Regions from separate parts of the Mus musculus genome. Here all the other regions are linked to region 2. A link is a contact called in public HiChIP or PLAC-seq and promoter capture Hi-C data. All regions are on one chromosome and are shown on one strand. Each heading gives the region's core, a stretch centred on a gene start, on an enhancer-like site or on the middle of the called end of the contact. The rest is flanking DNA. Distances are from core to core; before and after follow the strand shown. Region 1 holds the start of Gadd45gip1 (growth arrest and DNA-damage-inducible, gamma interacting protein 1). Region 2 holds the start of Adgre5 (adhesion G protein-coupled receptor E5). Region 3 holds the start of Junb (jun B proto-oncogene). Region 4 holds the start of Klf1 (Kruppel-like factor 1 (erythroid)). Region 5 holds the start of Syce2 (synaptonemal complex central element protein 2).

Region 1 (4,646 bases), core at 388-2,887, 1.1 Mb before region 2:
AGATTAGGATAGTAAAACTGAAAGAACAAGTTTTATCAGCTAGGGTGGGACAGAAAGGGGGACCAGCTCCATCCTTCAATGCCAGCATGACTCTAGATATCTGACTTGACTTCTTCAGGCCTCAGTTTCATCTGTAAAAAGGGTCATCTTGTCCTTTTAACATTGTGAGGATAAGGTTAAATACCAGCAACACATTTCACCAGCCCTGAACCCTGCACCAGAAGGGGCGATCCAAATGTCTGGTTTGCCTCCATTTTCTCCTCAAATCTGATCACATGTGCCTTCTTTTCTGACTTCTACCCCAGACTTCAGAGTCCATCACTGCTCTCAGGTCCCACTACCTAGCTACGGTGGCCACACAAGACAGGGTCTCACTACATAGACTAGGCTGGCTGGCCTCAAAACTCGGTGATCTAACCTGCCTGTCTCCAGAAGGCTGGGATTAAAGGTGTGCTCCACCAAGACCAGATTATTTGTGATAAAAGGTTTCACCTGGGCTGTTCTCTAATTGAGAATCATCATTCCCACTTCTCAACCTCAGGGCCTTTGCAACAGTTGCTCCCTCTACTGGGAACTCATGCCTTGAGATTTTTCCAGTAACAGTATCTGGTTATATGGGGATTTGCTTAAACATCACAAGAGCTAGCATGCACTTTTAACTGTGTTTGTCTTCCTTGGGGGGGGGGGGTTCCTCAGTCATCATCCGAATCCTCTGTCTGCTTTGTTCCCTGGTGTGTGGGTCCTTATATCCTTGCAGAGTAACTAGGGAAGTATATAGAGTTGAGGCTGGGACTGGTACAGGCCTGTAATAGCAGATATTCAGAAGGTAAAGACAGATGGATCCTAGATTCGAGGCCAGCCTGGGCAATAAAATGAGTTCTGGTTAATTGAGTCCTTGCTATTTAGAATAAAAGGGCAGGCTACTGATAAAGGAAGAGGACAAGTAAAAACAAACATTAAAACTGCAGTTGAGGCCGGGGGTGGTGGTGCACGCCTTTAATCCCAGCACTTGGGAGGCAGAGGCAGGCGGATTTCTGAGTTCGAGACCAGAGTGAGTTCCAGGATAGCCAGGGCTACACAGAAGAACCCTGTCTCGAAAAACCAAAAGAAAAAAAAAAAAACAAAAAACCAAAAACTGCAGTTGAATGACTACAAGGATGTCTGCTTTGCAGCAAAGTTAACATGTAATGTTTAAGCCCACGCCACAAGGGATCCGCGTGCCTACTACGGATGATTCCTGGTTTCGGGGCCCTGGGGTACGTGCCCCATCACACCCACCTGGCTTGGCGCCTTGCCTCCAAGGCCTGCTGCTGCAAGCGCAGCGACTCTTGCATGGTCGCTAAGCTCGGGTACCATTCTTGCTCCTCGGCCTCCAACTCGCGCAGCTGCTCTGGGGTGGGCCACAGGGAGGCCGGGGGCACCCCGGAGATGGCGCCATGTCGTCCGAACTGCTTGGCCACATAGCGGGGCGTTAGCTGCCATCGCGGGGTCAGCAGGTTCTCCGGGTCTGGCGAGTGGGGCCCGGGACGGCGGCGCGGGGGCGGGGGCGCACGGTAGCTGCGGGACCTGGGACCCAGAGCCACAGAGAGCCGCAGGAGATAGCCACTCCGCATTGCGAGCGCCGCCATCTTGGCTGTGGGTCCTCGCGGCAGCGGGGCTGGCTACGGCGCTGCCTGCGCGGCGGAAACACCGGGGGCCTCCGGCCGGGGAGCGGAGGAGCGCCGCGCTGCTTTAGTCCGTACGGCGCAGGTGAACGTTTAATGCGGGTGGGGCGGGGGGAGCAATTGTTTGTTAAGAGAATATTGTATGGCTGGTGGCTTACCTCTTTAATTCCAGCAATCAGGAGGCAGAGGCAGGAGGATCTCTATGAGTTCCAGGGCTGCCAAGACTACGTGTATCAAAAAAGAAAAAAAGAAAGGATTTCTGCAGTTTATTTATTGGGGGACGAAAGTGTTGAAGTGTTGGTGATTAAGTGGAGGTCAGAGGACAGCTTGGGGAAGTCGGTTTTCTCCTTCCACCAAGCAAGAGTTGTGGGAATAGAACTAAAATCATCTTGCCTGGTGGCAAATGCCTTTACCCTCCGAGCCTTCTTCCCGGCCATCATTTGGGATTTTGAAATAGGATATCATCCTGTAGCCAGGTCATCTTGGAACTTCTTGGCATAATTCAGGATGGCATCGATTTCTAAATCAGTCTCGCCTGTGCTAGGATGACCGGTAATGAGCCTGTTTAAAATAAGACTTAAAAGTGGCGTGCGTTGGCCGGGCGGTAGGGGCGCATGCCTTTAATTTCATAACTTGGAGGTAGAGACAGGCGGATCTTTGTGAGTTCAAGGTCAGCCTGGTGTACAGAGTGACTTCCAGAACAGCCAGGGCTGTTAAACAGAGAAACAACAACAACAAAAAGAAGAAAAGAAAAAAACTGGTGTGCCAGTATTATTTAAATTACTGTATTTGACATTTTGATTTTTAATTTTGAAATATTAATGCTTTAAATATGTCTGCTTTATTGTATATTTTATTTCCCTTCACATCTGTGCTTTTAAATTTCTCTAATATATTAAATATTTCTACTTTAATATTTAGGCTTATGTTACCTTTTAAATCTTTAAAAAGATTTAGTGTGTGTGTGTGTGCGCCTCATGTGTGGGTGCCAGTGGAAGCCAATGGAACCCTCTCAGACTGGCCTTACAAGCAATTGTCAAGGGACTTGAATACAAGAAACCAAATTCTTCAAGTCTTCTGGAAGACAGGAAATATTTTAAACTTTTCAGCCATTTCTCCAGCTCCATGGATTCTAACTTGTTTGGTCGTGTGTGTTTGTGTGTGTGTGTTGGTGTTGTTTGGTTTTTTTGAGTCTTGTTATGTAGTGCCAGCTGGCTGGCCTGGAATTCACTGTGGAACTTACAGGGTTCTGCCTCTGCCTTCCCAGTGCTGAAATTAAAGATCTGAGACCATCATGTGCAGTTTACCTTTTTTTTTTTTTTTTTTTTTTTTTTTTTTTTTGGTTTTTCGAGACAGTGTTTTTCTGTGTAGCCCTGGCTGTCTTGGAACTCACTTTGTAGACCAGGCTGGCCTCGAACTCAGAAATCTGTCTGCCTCTGCCTCCCAAGTGCTGGGATTAAAGGCGTGCGCCACCACTGCCTTCCCTTTTATCTTAAGCATTTATGATCCACTTTATGGCATTTGGTTATGTGACTCAGTTGATGGTATGCTTGCCTAGTAGGCATAGAGCCCTGAGTTTCATCTCCTGCATGGCATAAACTAAACATGGTAGTGCATATCTATAATCCTGACACTGGAGAGATGGAGGCAAGAGGATCAGAATTTCATGGTGGCACCTTTAATCCCAGGACTCAGGAGGTGGAGGTAGAGGATCTCTATAAATTGGAAGCTAATCTAGTCTACAGAGCTAGTTCTAGGACAGTCAGTGTGATACAAAGAAATCCTGTCTCAACCAAAATAAAATGGAGAGAGAGAGACAGAGAGAGCCCGTGCGAGAGAACTCAGGGTAGGGGCTGCATAGCTCTGTACTTCTCATCTTTCCCTTCCATTTTGCTGAGATGGTCTATGTATCCAGCCTAGGTGTGAGCTCCCGTTCCTATCTCTGTCTCTGAGTTGCTACCATTACAGGCAGTCTTCACTGCAGCCAGCAAGATCTTCCTGAGGAGTGAGGTTCTTTGTTGTGTTGCTTTTGGGATTTTGAGATAGGCTCATGTATCTCAGATTGGTTTCAGGTTTGCTCTGTATCCAGGCTGGTCTTAAACTCTTGGTCATCTTGCCTCTACCTTTCAAGTGCTTGGAGTAGAACCATTAATACCATGCCTGCTTTAAATTTTATTTCAAACACTTTGAATACTTTTATTCTTTTAAATTTGGATCTAAAAATACTTGACAGTTTGTGTATTTGTGTGAATGTATGCCGTGTGTTCAGGTATCTACTGAGCCCAGAAGAGAGTGCCCAGTCCCCATGGAACTGGAGTTACAGGCAGTTGTGATGGACTTGATGCTGCTGGGAGCTGAACTCAGACCTCTGGAAGAGCTGGAGACACTCTTAAGCTTTGCGGTGCACATGGATTGAGTTAATTGTCACCAGGGAACCTTTTCCAAATTGTGCTGTCCTTAAATATGTGTGAAATAAACTGTCCAGTGTCAGACTCTCGAAGTTTGAGCCATAGGGGCTGGAGAGATGGCTCAGCGGTTAAGAGCACTGACTGGTCTTCCGAAGGTCCTGAGTTCAAATCCCAGCACCACATGGTGGCTCACAACCATCTGTAATGGGATCTGATGCCCTCTTCTGGTGTGCCTTAAGACAGCTACAGTGGGCCGGGCGGTGGTGGCGCACGCCTTTAATCCCAGCACTTGGGAGGCAGAGGCAGGTGGATTTCTGAGTTCGAGGCCAGCCTGGTCTACAAAGTGAGTTCTGGACAGCCAGGGCTACACAGGGAAACCCTGTCTCGAAAAACAAACAAACAAACAAACAAACAAGACAGCTACAGTGTATATTTACATATAAATAAATAAATAAATCTCTTTTTCTTTTTTTTTTTTTTAAAGAAAGTTTAAAAAAAAAAAAAGAAACTGCCAGGCGTGGTGCCGCACGCCTTTAATTCCAGCACTCGGGAAGCAGAGGCAGGCGGATTTCTG
Region 2 (4,268 bases), core at 114-2,613:
GACAGCCTGGGCTGTTTGAGACCAGACCGTGTTTCAGAGAAAAAAAGAAAAAGAAAATCAATATTTTGAAAAATCACTAGATGTGTCTGAGAATGTAGTTCCCTTGGTAGAGTGCTTGTCCAGCATACACAAAGCCTTGGGTTTGGCATTCTTCCCGCCCCCAACACACACACATGAAAAGAAACCATAGTTACACAAGTAACTCAAACAGGAAGCCAGTGTACATCACATGACTCTCTATAGACTGTGGCAAGGTCAGTGCGTGTAACCAAAAAGCCCTGCCGTGGTAAGCCATGTCCCGTGGTCAAAGCTCTCTCTTCCTCTATTTTAAGTCCTTATTACGTTTTTTGTTTGTTTATTTGTTTTGGCTTTTTGAGACAGGGTTTCTCTGTGCAGTCCTGGCTGTCCTGGAACTCACTCTCTAGACCAGGCTGGCCTCGAACTCAGTAATCCGCCTGCCTCTGCCTCTCAAGTGCTGGGATTACAGGCATGCGCCACCACTGCCCGGCCCCTTATTACGTTTTATTTATTGACTTGTTTATTTAGTGTTTGGGTTTGTGTGTGGCACCGTGTGCCCGTGAAGGTCAGAGGACAACTTCCAGGAGTTGGCTCTCTCCTTCCATCATGGAGGTCCTGGGTATCAGAAATCAGGTCGTTAGGTTTTGGGGCAAGTGCCTTTACCCGCTGAACCATCTTGGTAGCACTTCCCTCCCCCACTTTATTATTTTTTATTTTTGCGATAGACTCATGCTTCGTAGGCCTGGCTGGCCTGCAACTCTTAAGTGGCCAAAAACGGCCTCCGGTTTAGCCTCTGCTTTCCAGAGAACGGTATTAGTATAGGCCAACGCAGCCATGCCATGACCCCTTGTCTTTTTGGGCAAGGTCTTTTGTAGCGCGGGCAGGCTTCAAAAGCGACAAAACGGAGGATGAGTTGAACTCCTGATTAGTGCTGGGATTACAGGCTAGCGGTCCTCTGCCGGCTTATGTGGCTTTGAGGCTAGACAGGGCCTCGGGCAGGTTAAGCAAGCACTGCGCACACTGAGCCGCATCTCCAAACCTTGATGTCTCTCGTTCCTGGACAGTCAGCCCGGCAGGACCCTCAGTCCTCTTCTGGTTCTTATTTGGCCCCTGGCTTCTCTGAACTTCAGTTTCTCTCTTGGAAAAGAAGCCGACAAGTCCTGCTGATGGGAAAGGCGAGGGTCGCCCAGGACATCGTTCGGGTGGGAGCTCCACCCAGCTCTGTCCGATGTGCCTGGTCCCCGTCCCAGGACGCCTGAACCACACCACCCAGCTCCCCGCGGGGGCGGGTGTCGGAGCCGCGCGCGGGGGGGGGGGGGGAGGAATGTTGCGTTTGTTCCAGACGCGGGCGCGCGGCGCGCCCTGGGTCTGTTTCCCCGGCACTTTCCTGTTACTTTCCAGCGGGGAGGACAGTTCCGGGGAGGGCCCTGCTCACGCCCGCTGCATAAAAGCCCAGCCCAGCCGGCCGCCACAGCCCTCTATCAACCCCAGACGCTGTCCGTTCCGTGCCGCGCCACCATGAGGGGCGTCAGATGCCCCGGCCTGCTTGGTGAGACCTCGGGGTTGCGCGGAGCCGGGAGGGAACTCGCGGGACGTGGCCAGGAGGGGCAGGGACAGTCGAAGCCGGCGCACCTGTGCGCCCCAGAGGGCTCTCCAGGGGGTGTCAGATCCTAATGGGCTTGAGTGTTGCCAGTTTGGAGACTAAGAGGGAGAAACTGAGGCACGGGGGCAGTTAAAGAGGGTAACAAAGCAGGCATGGTGTCACAGGGCATTAGGGAGGCTGAGGCAGCAGGGTCACCAATTTCAGGTCAGCTTGTGCTACACAGCAAGACCCTGTCTCAAAAGAACAAAAGAAAAAGAAATGCAGGCTAGAGGCTGGGGTGGTGCCGAGGTCAAGAGCATTAAGAGAGGACCTGGCTGGGTCCCAGCACCTATATGGTGGCTCACAAGTGTCTGTAACTCCAGTTCCTGGGGATTCACACTGTCTTCTGCATCCACGGGCAACAGACATGCAGTGCACAGACATACATGCAGTGTACAATAATACATGCAGTGCACAAACATACATGCAGGCAAAACACATACAGTTTAAAAAAAAAAAAAGCTAAAAAGAACTGTAGGTTAAAGTACACTTTGCAAACTGTTGCCCAAACAGACGCTCTCAATGTGAAGAGAAACCCACGTGAGGGTGCCCATTTCTTCGAGGGTGGGAACTCCCCCTGCCCCAGTCTGTCCCCTGCTGTCTCCGTGCCAGGAACAGGCAGAGAATCTCCTTGGGACTTGTCTGGGACGGAGCTGCTGGCTGAAAGGAACTTACCAGGCTGTGGTTTGAACTTGGCTTTCATCATGACTTTCCCGCCCCACCCTGGGTGCCTCAACCGTTGTTTGATGGCTAAGTCACCTAAGTAACTTGACAACAAACAGTGAAAAAATGGAACGGGGCACCAGCTGGAGTTACCCCAAGATATGGAACTTGGGGCACAAACTGGGGTCACCCTAACCACAATGACTGGCCTGAGTGCTAGTGACAGGTGGCAGGCAGCTCAGTAGCCATGGACCTAGAACCAGGAAATAGAGTCCCAGGGTGTCACAGTTGGTGGCAAACAGCTGCAGGGGCCTGCCTGGCTGTCACTAAGCTGGGTCACAGTGACTTTGGGCTGCACTTTCCTCCTCTGTAAAATGGAACAAGACCAGCTGTATTTTACCATATTGTTTCAAGGGCCAAGAGTTTGTGTACAAACTTTCTGGTTTACAGTTTGAATTAACTGAACATGTGGGTGTGGTGTCTGTGTCTGCTATCAGAGTACCTAGCGAGTAGAGGCAGGAGGGTCAAAAGTTCAAGGTCATTCTCTGCTGTATACTGAGTTTGAGACCACATGATACCTTGTCTTCAAAACCAACCAAGCAGCCTCGCTAGTTGGATTCTCAGGTTTTGAATCCCAGTATTAGAGAGGCGGAGGCAGGAGGCTTCCATGATCCTGGGAGTTGGAGGCCAACCTGGTCTACATAGTAAGTTCCAGGCCAGCCGGAACTACACAATGAAATACTGCAGGAAGCACAAAGGCTGCCCTACCCCCACTTCTGGATTCTCTAAGCAGGAGTCCCTTGGCTCCAGTCTGAGCTTGGGAAGTTGAACCAGATGTGTCTGGGAGCAGAAGGGAACGGCTCTGCTCCCGTTTGATTAATTTCCAAGTCTCCAGATGTAGGCGGTCTGGCTGATGCCTTTAGCATGGTGGGGTAGAGCCCAGCCCAGCCCAGGGGACAAGGAACCCCCCTGACTTGGGTAACTATTACTTGAGTCTACTGTCCTTTCTCTGGCCTGGTTTGATCACTCATCTTTTTTCCAAGCTCCAAGCCCTAGCTTCTCTTTGTGTAGATTGGACATAGCCCCGCCCCTACCTCCTGATCTTCCTGATGGCTGATGTTACTCTGAGTCTGTTTGTTTGGTTTTTTGTTTTTTGCTTTGTTTTTGTAAACAAGCTTTCAAAGTGGCTAAAATGACCTTAAACTTCTGGTCCTCCTGCCTCTACCTCTGAGTGCTGAGATTACAGATTTGCGCAAAAGGGTCTGGCTTCATTTTGAGTCTGCTTTGGTTTTAGTTTTGAGACAGGCTTTGGCGCTCGCTGTAGCAGCTCTGTAGCCGTAACTGGTTTTGAATGTGTACTAATCCCCCTACTTCTGTCTTGTTAAAATAGGGTCTTCCTACATAGCCTTGGCTCCCTAGGTAGACCAGGCTGGCTTCCAGCGGAGTTCTCCCACAGTGCTTTACCAGTGCTGGCTCTGAAAGTGTGCATCAACATGCACGGCTGTGGTTCCAAGTCTTAAAGAAATTACCTAAGGGGCTGGAGAGATGGCTCAGTGGTTAAGAGCACTTGCTGTTCTTTCAGAGGACAGAAATCGATTCTCAGGAACCACACAGTGGCTCACAACCATCTGTGACTCCAGTTCCAGGACATTCAGTGTCCTCTTCTTACCTATCTATGCCCCGGGCAATATGCATGCAGGCAGAACATCCATACACCTAAAAATAAATCAATATTATTTTTTCAAAAGTGACTTGAGGGCTGGAGGGAGGCCTCTGTCGGTTAATGATTTGTGTGAAGGAAGCTGGATGCGGTGACACACACTTGCGATCATAGTGTCTGTCCCTGGGGCTTGCTGGCTAGCTAGCCAAGCCTGCTTGATGAGCCGAGGTTCAAGGTAGAAGGCACCTCTGCTGTTCACATACAGACACACATACTGGTACTGGA
Region 3 (4,478 bases), core at 1,608-4,107, 1.2 Mb before region 2:
TTTAGAACAGTGTCTGGTCCATGGTAAGAACCATGTAAGTGTTAGCTATTAAAATAATAATTACTATTTCTCAGACAGTCTGTCTGCCTGTCTTAAGTGTCTCCCAGTCTCCGTGTCTGCAGGAGACTAACCTGGCCCCATCTGTCTCTCTGGGTGTCTCCTCTTGTCCTGCCTTTCTGTCCCCAGCCTCCCACTCTTCTCTTCGACCCTCTTTGGGCAGACCTGGCCTTTCTCCAGGACTTGGCTTTGGCCTAGCCGGCCTCAGCTGTGGCATGGGTGAGTCAGTGTGGTCTCCTGGCCAGTGGGACAGGCAGGTTGGCTTCCCAACACGTTGCCCTCCGTCCTGCCCTGGCCCCAATGCTGCGGCCAGTACCCCCTCAGGCAAGGCCACATGTCAGCTGCAGTTATTAGCATGGGCAGGAGACACAGGCCTGGCAGCCTGCCCGCAGACTCAGCGGCTTCTGGAATCTCCCTTGAGACTGTAGTGGGGGAGGGGAGCTTTTCAAACAAGGGCAAGATGGGAAGGAGGACTTAAGGGTCACAAGGATCCTTCAAAGACTGGGATGTCCCCAGCTTCTTCTTCTCCAATGCCCCTACTCTACTGGACTTCCCCTGTATCCTTCAGAGCTGTTTTTGCCTCTTGTTTTCCTTCTGTGGAACACTAGGTAAGCTCTGATCCTGCTACTTAGTCCTAGTCCTTAAGCTTCTCTCTGAAGAGCCCTCCTTTATCTTACCAGAGACCTGAGAAAGAGGAAGAGATGGGACTCTCACCCTCTCTCAGGTTGCTCCCACACTACTTGAAGTCCCACCTACCTAACTGCAAGGCCGGCTATGTAAACCTCTACCTTCCCATTCCTGGAGAAGGGGCTTTGTGTTCTCGCATTTTTCTCGATTTGCGATTTTTGCCCTTTTACTTGGGTGGGAAGAAGGGGGCTACTTCCTTTAGGTATTCTATGTATTGGAAGGTAGCTCACCCCCGACTGAAGTGGACGTAGATGAGAAGAGTATTCAGACTTCAAAGATAAGTGGTAGGGAATGGGGACCCTAGACCTTCTGGTAGAAGGGAAGGGCACATACCCAGGGGAGGAGGCAGCTCTGTACCAGCCTGCCCAGGCGCCAGGGATGCCCGAAAGCATTACCCCGCCCCCTCCGCGCCCCGACGGGCCAGGGGCAAAGTCCGACCCAGGCCCTCGGGCAGGCGGGGACCTGCCAGGCTGGGTCCAACCTGGCCGGGCGGGACAGGACTCAGCCCCAGAGCTGTTCCGAGAGGCTGGGTCAGGCCGCCGGGGGGCGGGGGAGCCCGGGGGTGGCGGTGGAGGCTGGTCCGGACTAGCCGTCCGGGGGCCCGGGCGCGCCCTGGGACCTGGCAGCTACCTCGAGTTCCTGGCTCTTAGTTTGCCGCCCCAAGACTGCACTGGTCCCACCTCTTCCTGTGCCCTAATATGGGTGCTGGGGAGAGAAATTCAGGGGGGGGTGCCCCGCCCCCAATCTAATTCACGGACTCCAGCCTGTTGCCTTGGTGACGAGGCCCCGCTCCCAGGCTGCATCCCCCTCCAGCCGGCCAATGGAACAGTCCTCGGCTGCCAGGCTTATTAGTCGCCGATGGTTGCAGGCTGAACCATTTCTAGATGGGGGAGATCAGACTATGACTAGAAGCGTCTGTAGCTGGGTTGTGACTTCCCCAAGGGTCGCTTGCCGAGGTTCCTCTTCCCAGGCGCAGAATTTGGCAGGCCCAGGGTAGGGTGCACCATCCCCTAGGCTCACAATGACGAGACAGGGCCGGGCTCTTTCCCCCTCGGGGCTGTTGCCACACTTCCTGCCTCGGCTCTCTTTCCCTAGCCTGTTTCTAAGGAAGGGAGTGGGGTTGGGCGACCGCACCCCAGCTATCCCGCCCCATCGGCCCTCCAAAAGCTGACAGGATATCGGGCGAGCCCCGGGTGACTAAGGGAGGGCTTTGGGCTGAGGTACTGGGCATGTCAGTGCCCTAGGGACCACCTACGAGGTACAGCCTCATTCGTACAAGTCCTGGTCTCTGGGATCCTCCGAGTCATCTTCTCAGGAAGATCTCAGATACCCTCCTGTCATTGCCTTCATAGCTCGGAAGGAAGCTATGTCGTGACCATTTTAATTCTCTGCCAGAGTTCTGCAAATATCCACAATGACCCCAACCTTTGCTAGATATGTTCCCATCTTTCTACTCCGATTACCTCAGCGTCCCCAGGACCTTTGTTCTGAATATCTAAATTGACCTCCCCAAAATTCCTTCCCTTTTCCACTTATGGGGAAACCCTCAGACTCATCTATGGACTCTAGAGCCCCTACTCATTTCTTGTACAATAGGTACCTGAGCCCTGTTGTGTCTTGGCCCTTTCCTCCCAACTGACAATTCCAGTTCTTTAAGCACTTTGTACCCGGGACCTCTGGTTAATTCCTAGGCCAAATGTTAACAATTGCCCCTGTTTTGTATCTTCTCTGTTTTCTGGGGTCTTCTACTGTATTGTCAGTTCACAAGCCACAGCTACCCTGGGTCCCACGAGACTTTTCCGGGGATATCCTAAGGTATCCAATCTCCACTTGCAGTGTATCTCATAAGCACCTGGCTGTACTCCCGCAGTTCTAGCCCCTATGTGCCTCGGCCCCTCAACATCCCTTTGCTTGTGTGTCTCTGTCTCCACAGCCCCTCCCCCTGCAGCCGCGCAGAGCCACCCGGCTCGTGGCCGCTGTTTACAAGGACACGCGCTTCCTGACAGTGACGCGAGCCGCCTCCTCCCCTTCCCCACGCTCTAGGAGGGGGCCGCGGGGGCCTGGCTCCCGCGTCGGCCAATCGGAGTGCACTTCCGCAGCTGACAAATTCAGTATAAAAGCTTGGGGCTGGGGCCGAGCACTGGGGACTTTGAGGGTGGCCAGGCCAGCGTAGGATCCTGCTGGGAGCGGGGAACTGAGGGAAGCGACGCCGAGAAAGCAGGCGCACCACGGAGGGAGAGAAAATCTCCGGAAGCCCAGCAGCGCCTTTACGCACAGCTGCCAACTGGCCGCTGCTGACCGTCTCCAGCTCCCGAGGACGCGCGACCGGACACCGGGTCCTGCCACAGCCGAGGACAGCTCGCCGCTCGCCGCAGCGAGGCCCGGGGCGGCCCTTCAGGGGGACCTTTCCCAGATCGCCCAGGCCGCCCGGATGTGCACGAAAATGGAACAGCCTTTCTATCACGACGACTCTTACGCAGCGGCGGGATACGGTCGGAGCCCTGGCAGCCTGTCTCTACACGACTACAAACTCCTGAAACCCACCTTGGCGCTCAACCTGGCGGATCCCTATCGGGGTCTCAAGGGTCCTGGGGCGCGGGGTCCAGGCCCGGAGGGCAGTGGGGCAGGCAGCTACTTTTCGGGTCAGGGATCAGACACAGGCGCATCTCTGAAGCTAGCCTCCACGGAACTGGAGCGCTTGATCGTCCCCAACAGCAACGGCGTGATCACGACGACGCCCACGCCTCCGGGACAGTACTTTTACCCCCGTGGGGGTGGCAGCGGTGGAGGTACAGGGGGCGGCGTCACCGAGGAGCAGGAGGGCTTTGCGGACGGTTTTGTCAAAGCCCTGGACGACCTGCACAAGATGAACCACGTGACGCCCCCCAACGTGTCCCTGGGCGCCAGCGGGGGTCCCCAGGCCGGCCCAGGGGGCGTCTATGCTGGTCCGGAGCCGCCTCCCGTCTACACCAACCTCAGCAGTTACTCCCCAGCCTCTGCACCCTCTGGAGGCTCCGGGACCGCCGTCGGGACTGGGAGCTCATACCCGACGGCCACCATCAGCTACCTCCCACATGCACCACCCTTTGCGGGCGGCCACCCGGCACAGCTGGGCTTGAGTCGCGGCGCTTCCGCCTTTAAAGAGGAACCGCAGACCGTACCGGAGGCACGCAGCCGCGACGCCACGCCGCCTGTGTCCCCCATCAACATGGAAGACCAGGAGCGCATCAAAGTGGAGCGAAAGCGGCTGCGGAACAGGCTGGCGGCCACCAAGTGCCGGAAGCGGAAGCTGGAGCGCATCGCGCGCCTGGAGGACAAGGTGAAGACACTCAAGGCTGAGAACGCGGGGCTGTCGAGTGCTGCCGGTCTCCTACGGGAGCAAGTGGCGCAGCTCAAGCAGAAGGTCATGACCCATGTCAGCAACGGCTGCCAGTTGCTGCTAGGGGTCAAGGGACACGCCTTCTGAGAGCCTCCCTTGCCCCATACGGACACCCCCAGCCTTGAAGGCTGGGCGCCTGCCCCCCACTGGGGTGAGGGGGGCAGGCGATGGGCACCCGCCAAAAGGCCTGGGGCGCAGCTCACACACTGGACTCCGGCCCGCCCGCCTGCGCCCAGTCCTTCCACCTCGAGGTTTACATGGCCCCCTTCCAGCGTATTTTGTATGTTTTTTTTTTCTGCAAAGAGACTGAATTCATATTGAATATAATATATTTGTGTATTTAACAGGGAGGGGA
Region 4 (4,508 bases), core at 261-2,760, 1.2 Mb before region 2:
CGCAGGTGCGCCTTGAGGTGCGAGCTCTTGGTGTAGCTCTTCCCGCAGCCTTCGTGCCCGCACGTATGTGCCGCCTGCCTCTTAGGTGCCAAAGTTCGCCGGCTGCGTTTGGGCGGCGCAGTTCCCGGGGACAAGCCTGCGTCTCCGGCGATCGCAGTGGCCCCGAGTTCTGTGGCCACAGTCCCAGGTCCCAGACAATTCAAGAAGGAAGGGGGCGCCGTGGGACCAGCAGAAGGCGCCGCGAGCCCGCGAAAGAGCTGGAAGTGGCCTTGGTACTGTGGCGCGGGGTACAGCGCGGGGTATCCCGACAGCAGCCCATAGGGGGCGCCTGGAGCTGCGGGCACCGCAAGCCCCGCCCGCGGGAAGAAGCCCCCTACGGAGCCCGCTCGCGAGTCGGAGTACGAGGGCTGAGCCTTGGGAGCGAGTCCCGGGGCCAGGGCAGGGGCCACGAAGGGTTCAGGGGCTGGGGGTCTCGGAGTCGGGTGCGCCCAGCTTGTGTGCTCCTCGGAGCCCAAAGGCCCAGTCACCAACCCTGGGCCACCCGCATAGGCGCCCAGAGACTCAGGCGGCTCGAACTGTGCCACTGGCCCCACGCTGGGCGCCAGGGCACAGGTCCGGGAAGTGCCGGGAGACTCGGAACCTGGAAAGTTTGTAAGGAAAAGATCCGGGTCCCACGCACAGGTCACGTCCCTCTCATCGTCCTCTCCGGAAGGGTCCTCCGATTTCAGACTCACGTGATGGGACGGCCCCGTGGGATTCGGGGGCCCCGGCCCCAAATCCTGCGTCTCCTCAGACCGCCACCACTGCGGGAGGGAGCGTACTGCTTGAATGGTAGGCACTGGGTACCTGGCCCTCAAACAACCCTGGCTGGAAACACCGTTGGTGCCTGTCATTTACCCACACGGTTCCCCTAACCCCTTTCTCAGCTCCAGACAACTCCATTAGGTCTTGCTAGAGACAGCTAAGACACTTACCAAGAATAGTATTCAGGATGGGAGAAGGGGTTGCAGAGTTCTGAGTCAAAGGGGACAGCTTCGACTCCGTTTTCCCTAGCCTTTCCCTGTCTTCACATAGCCCAGAAAATTACAGCTCAAAGCCTGGAAATCCCAGGACACCTTTATCTGGACCTTTGTCTCTATGAGCCTAGTCTCTTAAGATATAGAGCTTAGAATTCTGCTTCCTGTTGGAGAAATAGGCCTCACCTTGATCTCAGACCCCTAGAACATCTCCCCCAAACAAGGCTCAGAGGCTCTCCCACTCCTCCACCCCCAAAAAACAGAGCAGAGGATATTAAAGTAAGATAGACGCCCCACCCCTAAGCACTATGCCCTATGCAAGACCACCTGCCCCCTCCCACACACTCACACTGGCCCCACCTTGAGGAAGTCCTCCTGGGTGTCCAGGAACTGTCCCAGGGTGGTGAGTGTACTGATGGAGGGTAAGACAGTCTCAGCTGAGGCCATGGCTGGCTGGTGTCCACCCTGGACCTCAGGCCTCCTCTCTCTCTTCTGCCTCATGGGCTATGAGGCTAGGAAAGTTTCTTGGAGGGCTCCTGTCTGCCCACATCTGATTGGCTGTCTTCCCTGATAAGACCCAGGCAAAGCAAAACGGCAAAGGAGGGGTGTGTGCGATATGTGTGTGGTGTGCTTCTTTTTTTTTTTTTTTAAGGTTTTCGAAACAGGGTTTCTCTGTGTAACTGAGCCCTGGCTGTCCTGGACTGGCTTATGTAGACCAGGCTGGCCTAGAACTCACAGACATCTGCCTACCTCTGTCTCCTGAGTGCTGGGATTAAAGTTGTGATGTGTCACTTTCAAGGAATAGACCTCACCCTGGCCTGTTTTCAAACTGGTCCCTGAAAACCAACCCTGTATGTAAAGTCAATCAGATGTCAAGGAATAGGGGCTTCAAAGTTTTAGGATTCAGGTTGGGTAAAGAAAAGTCCTGGTCGCTGCTCCCCACCCCCACCCCACCTCCCACAGGACTGAGAAGACCCCTCTGGTTTGGTTTCAAGTCTCTCTCCAAGGAGTGGACCAGGAAGGATAGATTTCTTGGGAAAGGTCTTTGGGACCCTTTGACCCCCATGGAGACCACTGCAGTCCTTACTCTCCCAGACAACAGCAGCAACGGTGCTAGTGGCGGGCCTTGGCACCGGCTCCCTTTCAGGCATTATCAGACACACCAGATGTTTCAGGCCGCTATCAGGTAGGGGGCCCAGAACAACCATAGCTCTGTTCCTCCTTGAGCAGAAGAGCTGGGGGTTGGTGCCACAAATTATTTTAGCTTTGAATTGCTCTGTTGTGTTGAGGTCTGAGCTGTTTAGCAAAAGGAGTCCCCTCAAATCAGCCCACTCTGGGGCTCTGAGGACCCTCACTGGCTACTGCATGGAGCTGAAGGGGATGGCTAGGAAGTTTACAGTGTGGTGGGCTAGGACCCATAGATGGAGCTGCAGCTAGTATGCCGTTCAGAAGAGCTCAGCCCTGACTCTGCCTAACGGCTCATTGTGTGCGGGACCCCATGATAGATGGCCTGCTATTCCCATACTTCTATTCTGGTGCCCTATGAGTCAGGGTAGGGAAATGGGGTGTCACGGGTACAATAATATCACACATACACCATCATTGCTCGGTGTCCATAGGGGACATCAGATCCATTATAGAAAATGGTACCTAGTCAGGCATGGTAGTGATGCCTTTAATCCCAGCACTTGGAAAGCAGAGGCTGGTGGATCTCTATGAATTTGAAAGGTCTGTTTGGTCTACATAATAAGTTCCAGGACAACCAGGGCTACATAGTCTTTGTCTCGAAAGACGACAACAAGGGTAAAACAGTGCTGGGGACTTAGCTTCATGGAGTGCTTGCACCGTATTAACTTTAAAAGAAAAGCATAAAGACCTAGGTTCAGATCCCTGGCACTGACACAAAAGCCAAGTGTCACTGTGCATGTCTAAGACTAGTGCTAGACAGATGGAAACGGGAAGATACCTGGTGCTCACTGGATAGTCAGCCTAGCCGATCAGGTCCAGTGTCAGGCCCAGCATAGGAAATAAGGTAAAGAAAACGAAGGAAGAGACCATCAACCCTGACCGCTGGGCTGCACGCATGCTCAAGCACACACTAGACACACGCCCCAACAATCAGTGTGCTAAGACGAGTAACCGGAGGACAACAGGCTAATGGAGGAGGGCAGGCAACCATGGAAGGTTACATGCCTCATTATTTTGTCTATATAATTGCCAGAACAGGTCAGGACGAGCAGTGCTTCCCAGAGGCTGGGGCAGGAGACTGCTAGGAGACAAAGTCTCATTTGGGAGGACAGAAACATTCTGAAACTCAGTAGAAGTGTTTGTCACAGGACACTGTGGTGCTACATTGCCCACTGAATCTGCATTTATTTATTGATTGATTGATTGATTGATTGTATGAGTACACTGTTGCTGTCCCCAGACACACCAGAAGAGTCCATCATATCCCATTACAGATGATTATGAGCCACAACCAAAGAAGACATTTTACTGGGGCTTGCTCACATTTTCATAGGTGTAGTCCATTATCATAGTGGGGAGCATGGTGGCATGAAGGCAGGAGCTGGTCCAATAACTGAGAGAAACATCCTGAGAGAGAGAGAGAGACTTTGAACCTCAAAGCCAACCTCCAGCGACACACTTCCCAATTCTTACAACCCTTTCAAAAAGTGCCACTCTCTGGTAATTAGGCATTCAATATATGAGCCTTTGGGGGCCATTCTGGGATTTATTGTTTTTGTTTTTTCAAGACAAAGTCTCTGTGTAGCCTGGAACTTGTTTAGCAGACCAGGCTGACCTCGAACTCCCTCTGCTTCTAGAATGCTCGGATTAAAGGTGTATGCCACCACCATCCAGCTACGGGGACTATTCTTTTTATTTAATTATTTTATTATTTTATTTATGTATATGAGTACACTGTCACTGTCTTCAGACACAGCAGAAGAGGGCGTTGGGTCCCATTACAGATGGTTGTGAGCCACCATGTGGTTGCTTGTAATTGAACTCAGGACCTCTGGAAGAGCAAACAGGGTGCTCTTTCCCACTTCTCTCCAGTCCCCTATTAGGACCATCCTTAAACCTCCACAGAACCTTTGATAGGAAAGTTTTCTTATATAGCCCCACCTGCACAGGGCATAGTCAGATTCACAGGAATTAGGGGTTGAAGAGGCCAAGGGCTGCAGGATAAGGGAGGTGACCAAGTGGAGAACTATACATAGTGTCAGAAAGCCCAGGGTGATGATGCAGTCCCTGTTGTATAAGGGGAGAGTCAGAAGGTTTTGTTTTACTGTTAAGGGTGAGAGAGTGTGTGCTCTAAACAGGACCAGTAAGAGAAAGGGGAGAACCCAAAGAGACGATAAACTACCTAAGCCAGTCTATTTAGCCACCCAGACCTAGCGTCTCTCCTACCCAAGTGATAAAGTTACGTTTGCTTTCTCTGCAGCTCAATTTTCTTTCTTTCACGGACTTTCAATCTTTCATCTGCCA
Region 5 (4,124 bases), core at 984-3,483, 1.1 Mb before region 2:
ACTTCTTTTTCTCCTGCATATTTACAGCCTGAAACTGCTCCCCTACAGAGACTTCCTACTGAAATTAGCTAAACCTGCTTCCTCATTCAACTGTATACAATAAGCCTGCTATCTCAACTGGCTAAAAAACCAATTATAAATGAACCAAGTTTCAGGACTGCGGCTGGTGTGCCTCCAGCAGGGCATATGGCCCACTCAATCCCGTGTGGTTTTTTGTACAGGTGCCTGTCCTTTCTTTATTCCTTTGTCAGACCAGTCAAGGTCAAATCCAAACACATGCAGGTTTCAGCAACTGGGAATGTACATTCAGTGACAGGGTGCTCATCTACCACGCATACAAGCACACTGGGTTCCATCCTCTATACAGCAAAAAAGCAAGAGAGCAAACAAAGTAGAAAATGCAGAGTGGATCACATATCTAAATAAATGAAAAAAAAATCACAAAATTAGAATATTGGAGAAAATCTAAGTGACTTTGATTTTGGTGTCTTTTGAGTGCCTCACTATATAGACCATGCTGGGATCAAAGGTTTATGCCGCCAAGCCTGGCTGTTGATGTCTTATTTTTTTGGTTTTGGTTTTTCAAGACAGTGTTTCTCAGCGTAGCCCTGGCTGCCTGGCTGCCTTGGAACTTACTTTGTAGACCAGGCTGGCCTTGAGCTTAGAGCCCTGCCTTCCTCTCAGCCTCTGGAGTGCGGAAATAAAAGGCACGTGCCACTATGCCCAGCTTTTTTCACCCCTTTTCTGTTGATGTCTTAAATAAAACACACACACATATAAATCCACAAAAGAATTGAGAAACTAGCCGGGCAGCAGTGGCACATGCCTTTAATCCCAGCACTTGGGAGGTAGAAGCAGGTGGGTTTCTGAGTTCGTGGCCAGCCTGGTCTACATAGTGTGTTCCAGGACAGCCAGAGTTACACAGAGAAACCCTGTCTCCAAAAAAAAAAAAAAAGAAAAAAGAAAAAGAAAGAAAAACAAAAACCAAGAGAAAATGAGTCTAAACATGAGGATTCTATGCATCCTGAAATTAAACCTTGTGGATATCAAAAGGAGACTGCCAGTACCCAGAACCAATGTGGGCACCTGTTGTTAGCATTTCCTGTAGGCTCCGCCCAAGAGTTACCTAGCAACAGCCAGGTAAGACCCTGGCTCACAGGTAAGGACTATTTGGCTCTGGTGTCTGTCTCCCCTCCCCTCCTCTCTCTCCATCTTCCCTCTCTCTCCATCTTTCCATTTCCTCCCTCTTTCGCTCTCGCTCTCTATTTTCCTCCACCTCTCCCTTCTCGCCAGTAAACTTCCTCTATATGAGGTCTGTCTCATGGCTGTCCTCACGAGGACACCTAGGCCGGGCCCGCCACGGTGCTCCACTTGTCCTCTGCGGCTTCATAAAACACCAACCTGGAAGGTGTTAAATCACCCGTGGACCAAGGCCCAGGGCAGACCACGTGGAATGACCTACGTGACCAAGGCGGGGCCCCGGAAGGGCAGCTGGGCCTGTCACTCCTCACCTCGGGGCCACTGAGCCGGGCGTCTCCTCGTGGTTCTCACTCTGCCGATGCTCTCCGCTCTCCACAATCGCCGGCGGCTCCTGGTCCTTTAACTCCACGGGAGGCGCGGCCACCTGCGAGCGCAGCCAGCTCTGAGAGGCGGGGTGGGGAAGCTCAAAAGGGACGCGCTAGCAGGGAGGCCCCGGGGTCAGGACCCTCGGGGCCGCAATGGGGGGCGCGCTAACACCTTCCCGCGGAGAGTAGTTAAAAGGAGGCCGAGTGTGGCACACGCCTCGAACCCCTCCTCAGCCTCGGGAGGCGGAGGCAGGCAACCGCTGAGGGTTCGAGGCCCGGCCTGGTCTACACCGTGTGCTGTCTTCGACCAGCTCCTGAAGCGCACCGCACCCCCTCACAGCCTCGTCCACCAGGCCCCACCGTCTCGTTAGTCAGGAAACCTCGCCTCTCCCGGCAAGAGGCGGCTCCAACCGCGGGGAACAGGGCCCGGGTTCGAATGTGTGGAGGAAGTCTCTGTTCCCCGCGGCCCTAAGCCCCGTCGCCCGCCTCCCGCCGCCCGCACACGGGAAACCGCACCGCACTCACTCCGTGGCGCTCCATTCCGTCTTTTCCCGCCTCAGCGCCCTCTGCGCACGCCACGCCCCCTGCACGCCCCGCCCCGAGCACGTGCTGAATGAAACGCGCCCTGGCCCCGCCCCCGCCCCCCCCCCCCCGGGGGCGGCGAACTCGAAGGCCCTCCGAACTGGCTCTGCCTTTTGGGCTATGCTGGTGCTATGTGGTAACAGACGGATTTGTGTTGTATGGACCGGTGGGCGTCTGAGCTCATAATGCGTAGGTGCGGGACTCGGGGTCACCTGTGGCCCTCAAGAGTTTGAGGAATTCACACTGCGTCAGAGTTCCGCCCCTTCGATCTACAGTTTGTGTGGCGGCAGTGTCTTTTTAAGACAGGGTTTCTCAGTGTTTCCCTGACTGTCCTAGAACTAGCTCTGTACATCAGACTGGCCTCAAACTCACACTCTCCTGCCTCTGCGGCTAGAGTGCTGGGATCAAAAGTATGCGCCACTAGTGCCCAGATCAAATTCTTTTGGAACAGGGTTCCACTATGTCCCAGCCTAGGACTCTGTAAACCAGGCTGACCTAGAACTCTGAGATCAGCTTGCCTCTCTGCCTTGGAATTGAAGGCAGGCACCACCTAGGAACAACCTTCATTTTATTTTATTTACATGTTATATATGATTTAAACTACTTTTGGGCACCTTCCAACTAAGGCCAGAAGAGGGCATCAGATCCCCTAGTTATAAGCCTCCTGGCATGGATTTTGAAAACCTAATTCCTGTTCCCTGATGCTCTTCATCGATGAGCTGAATTTTATTTTTGTTTTACGTTTGACCTATTTTGTGCATGCCTATGTGCCATCCACTCCGGGAGTGTGGAAGTCAGAGGACAGCCTGAACGAGTCCACAATCTCCTTCCACCGTGTGGGTCATGGAGATGCAACTCAGGTCATCAGACTAGGCAAGCACCTGTACCCACTGAGCCATCTAGAGGGATCTCTTGTGTTTAAGTGGTTTTTTAATACACATTTTTACGGGTGTGGGTGTTTTGACTGCATATATTTATTTCTATACTACGTGTGTGCATAGTGCCCATAGTGGCCAGAAAAGAGGTTCAGGTCCCCTGAGGCTGGAATTACAATTGTGAGCCACCATATGGGTGCTTAAAATTAGACTTGGTCCTCTGCAGGACAAACCAGTACTTAACCTCTGAGCCATCTTTTCAACCCTTTCTGTTTTTGCTGCTACATCCCTAGCAGCTTGGGGCCTGAAATGCTATGTGAGGGAATGAAGAAAGGACAGACACACAGTGAAACTGGGATCCGGTGGCTTCTCTAATGCTATGGCTGCAACCTGGACCCTCAGCTATTTATTAAATACAGCACAGCTAGTCTTGGTAGGAAGAATCTGGGGGTGAGCAATCCTAGCCTGCAAACACCAGGAGAGGAAGCCAGATCTGCTAGCCTTTGTACACTGGTTGATTATCTGGAAGCCATCATTCTGGAACTCTAGGGAAAGAGTTGCCGTTCCTCCTGAGCCTGGTTCATATAGGTAATTGATTAGACAGGTTTTCCAGGGGTCAATTGGTCTTGGACTCCTGTGCCCAGATTAAGATATACATTCAGGCTGGACTCTACCTACTCAGGGCTCCCTCTGCTTGCTTTCTGTCTCTGTATAGCCCTGGCTGTCCTGGAAGCTCTATAGACCAGGCTAGCCTCAAACTCAGAGATCAGCCTGCCTTTGCCCCATCAAGTGCTGATTCAAGGGGGAGGGGTATACCACCAAACCCAGCTGAAAAACTGGCACTCCTAAAATACATTTCCTTTTATTACTGTAGTGATTAAAAACTAAAACTGTTATAAATGTTGCAAAAATAACTGGCAGATCATAAATTTATTGATAGGAGGCAACAAACTAAGTGTTGCTGGGTGATGGTGGTGCACAGCTTTAATCCCAGTGGTCAGGAGGCAAAACCAGGCCCATCTGAGGCCAGCCTGGTCTACAGAGTGAGTTTCAGGACAGCTAGGGCTACAGAGAGCAACCCTGTCTGGAAAAAATGTGGGTG

What was found. Promoter capture Hi-C pulls out the DNA fragments that hold promoters and counts their contacts. HiChIP or PLAC-seq counts read pairs in DNA pulled down with a chosen protein or histone mark. Capture Hi-C pulls out chosen DNA fragments and counts their contacts.
Region 1: an H3K4me3 HiChIP or PLAC-seq map of pro-B cells shows a contact between it and region 2, with 5 times the contacts expected there. The contact joins the promoter of Gadd45gip1 here to the promoter of Adgre5 in region 2. A contact is called at or near these places in 2 of 39 promoter capture datasets (liver and pre-B cells), 6 of 115 datasets of contacts at active chromatin or transcription factors (bone marrow-derived dendritic cells, embryonic forebrain, embryonic stem cells and 3 more) and 1 of 9 other capture datasets (liver).
Region 3: a contact with region 2 is called in an H3K27ac HiChIP or PLAC-seq map of regulatory T cell precursor, with 9 times the contacts expected there. The contact joins the promoter of Junb here to the promoter of Adgre5 in region 2. A contact is called at or near these places in 3 of 39 promoter capture datasets (cranial neural crest, liver and pre-B cells), 4 of 484 Hi-C or Micro-C datasets (the 63-12 cell line, B cells, liver and 1 more), 4 of 115 datasets of contacts at active chromatin or transcription factors (bone marrow-derived dendritic cells, bone marrow-derived macrophages, pancreatic cancer cells and 1 more) and 1 of 9 other capture datasets (adipose tissue).
Region 4: a promoter capture Hi-C map of adipose tissue shows a contact between it and region 2, with 2.4 times the contacts expected there. The contact joins the promoter of Klf1 here to the promoter of Adgre5 in region 2. A contact is called at or near these places in 1 of 39 promoter capture datasets (pre-B cells), 1 of 484 Hi-C or Micro-C datasets (B cells) and 1 of 9 other capture datasets (adipose tissue).
Region 5: a promoter capture Hi-C map of liver shows a contact between it and region 2, with 3 times the contacts expected there. The contact joins the promoter of Syce2 here to the promoter of Adgre5 in region 2. A contact is called at or near these places in 3 of 39 promoter capture datasets (cranial neural crest, liver and pre-B cells).

Annotation. Positions count from the first base shown.
Region 1 is chr8:84,829,273-84,833,918 of GRCm38.p6, reverse strand. Gadd45gip1 (growth arrest and DNA-damage-inducible, gamma interacting protein 1) reads right to left here and starts at 1,637. Exons shown (of 2, transcript NM_183358.4): 1 at 1,279-1,637. The coding sequence starts at 1,628. It also overlaps a transcript of Dand5 not described here.
Region 2 is chr8:83,738,406-83,742,673 of GRCm38.p6, reverse strand. Adgre5 (adhesion G protein-coupled receptor E5) reads left to right here and starts at 1,363. Exons shown (of 20, transcript NM_011925.2): 1 at 1,363-1,567. The coding sequence starts at 1,537. It overlaps Gm46046 (predicted gene, 46046), which reads right to left and starts at 1,388. Exons shown (of 2, transcript NR_168527.1): 1 at 1,058-1,388.
Region 3 is chr8:84,977,127-84,981,604 of GRCm38.p6, reverse strand. Junb (jun B proto-oncogene) reads left to right here and starts at 2,857. Exons shown (of 1, transcript NM_008416.3): 1 at 2,857-4,478. The coding sequence starts at 3,176. The coding sequence ends at 4,210.
Region 4 is chr8:84,898,984-84,903,491 of GRCm38.p6, reverse strand. Klf1 (Kruppel-like factor 1 (erythroid)) reads right to left here and starts at 1,510. Exons shown (of 3, transcript NM_010635.3): 1 at 1,377-1,510; 2 at 1-803. The coding sequence starts at 1,463. Gm39213 (predicted gene, 39213) reads right to left here. Exons shown (of 3, transcript NR_168730.1): 3 at 3,341-3,611.
Region 5 is chr8:84,870,220-84,874,343 of GRCm38.p6, reverse strand. Syce2 (synaptonemal complex central element protein 2) reads right to left here and starts at 2,233. Exons shown (of 5, transcript NM_027954.3): 1 at 2,091-2,233; 2 at 1,512-1,624. The coding sequence starts at 2,105.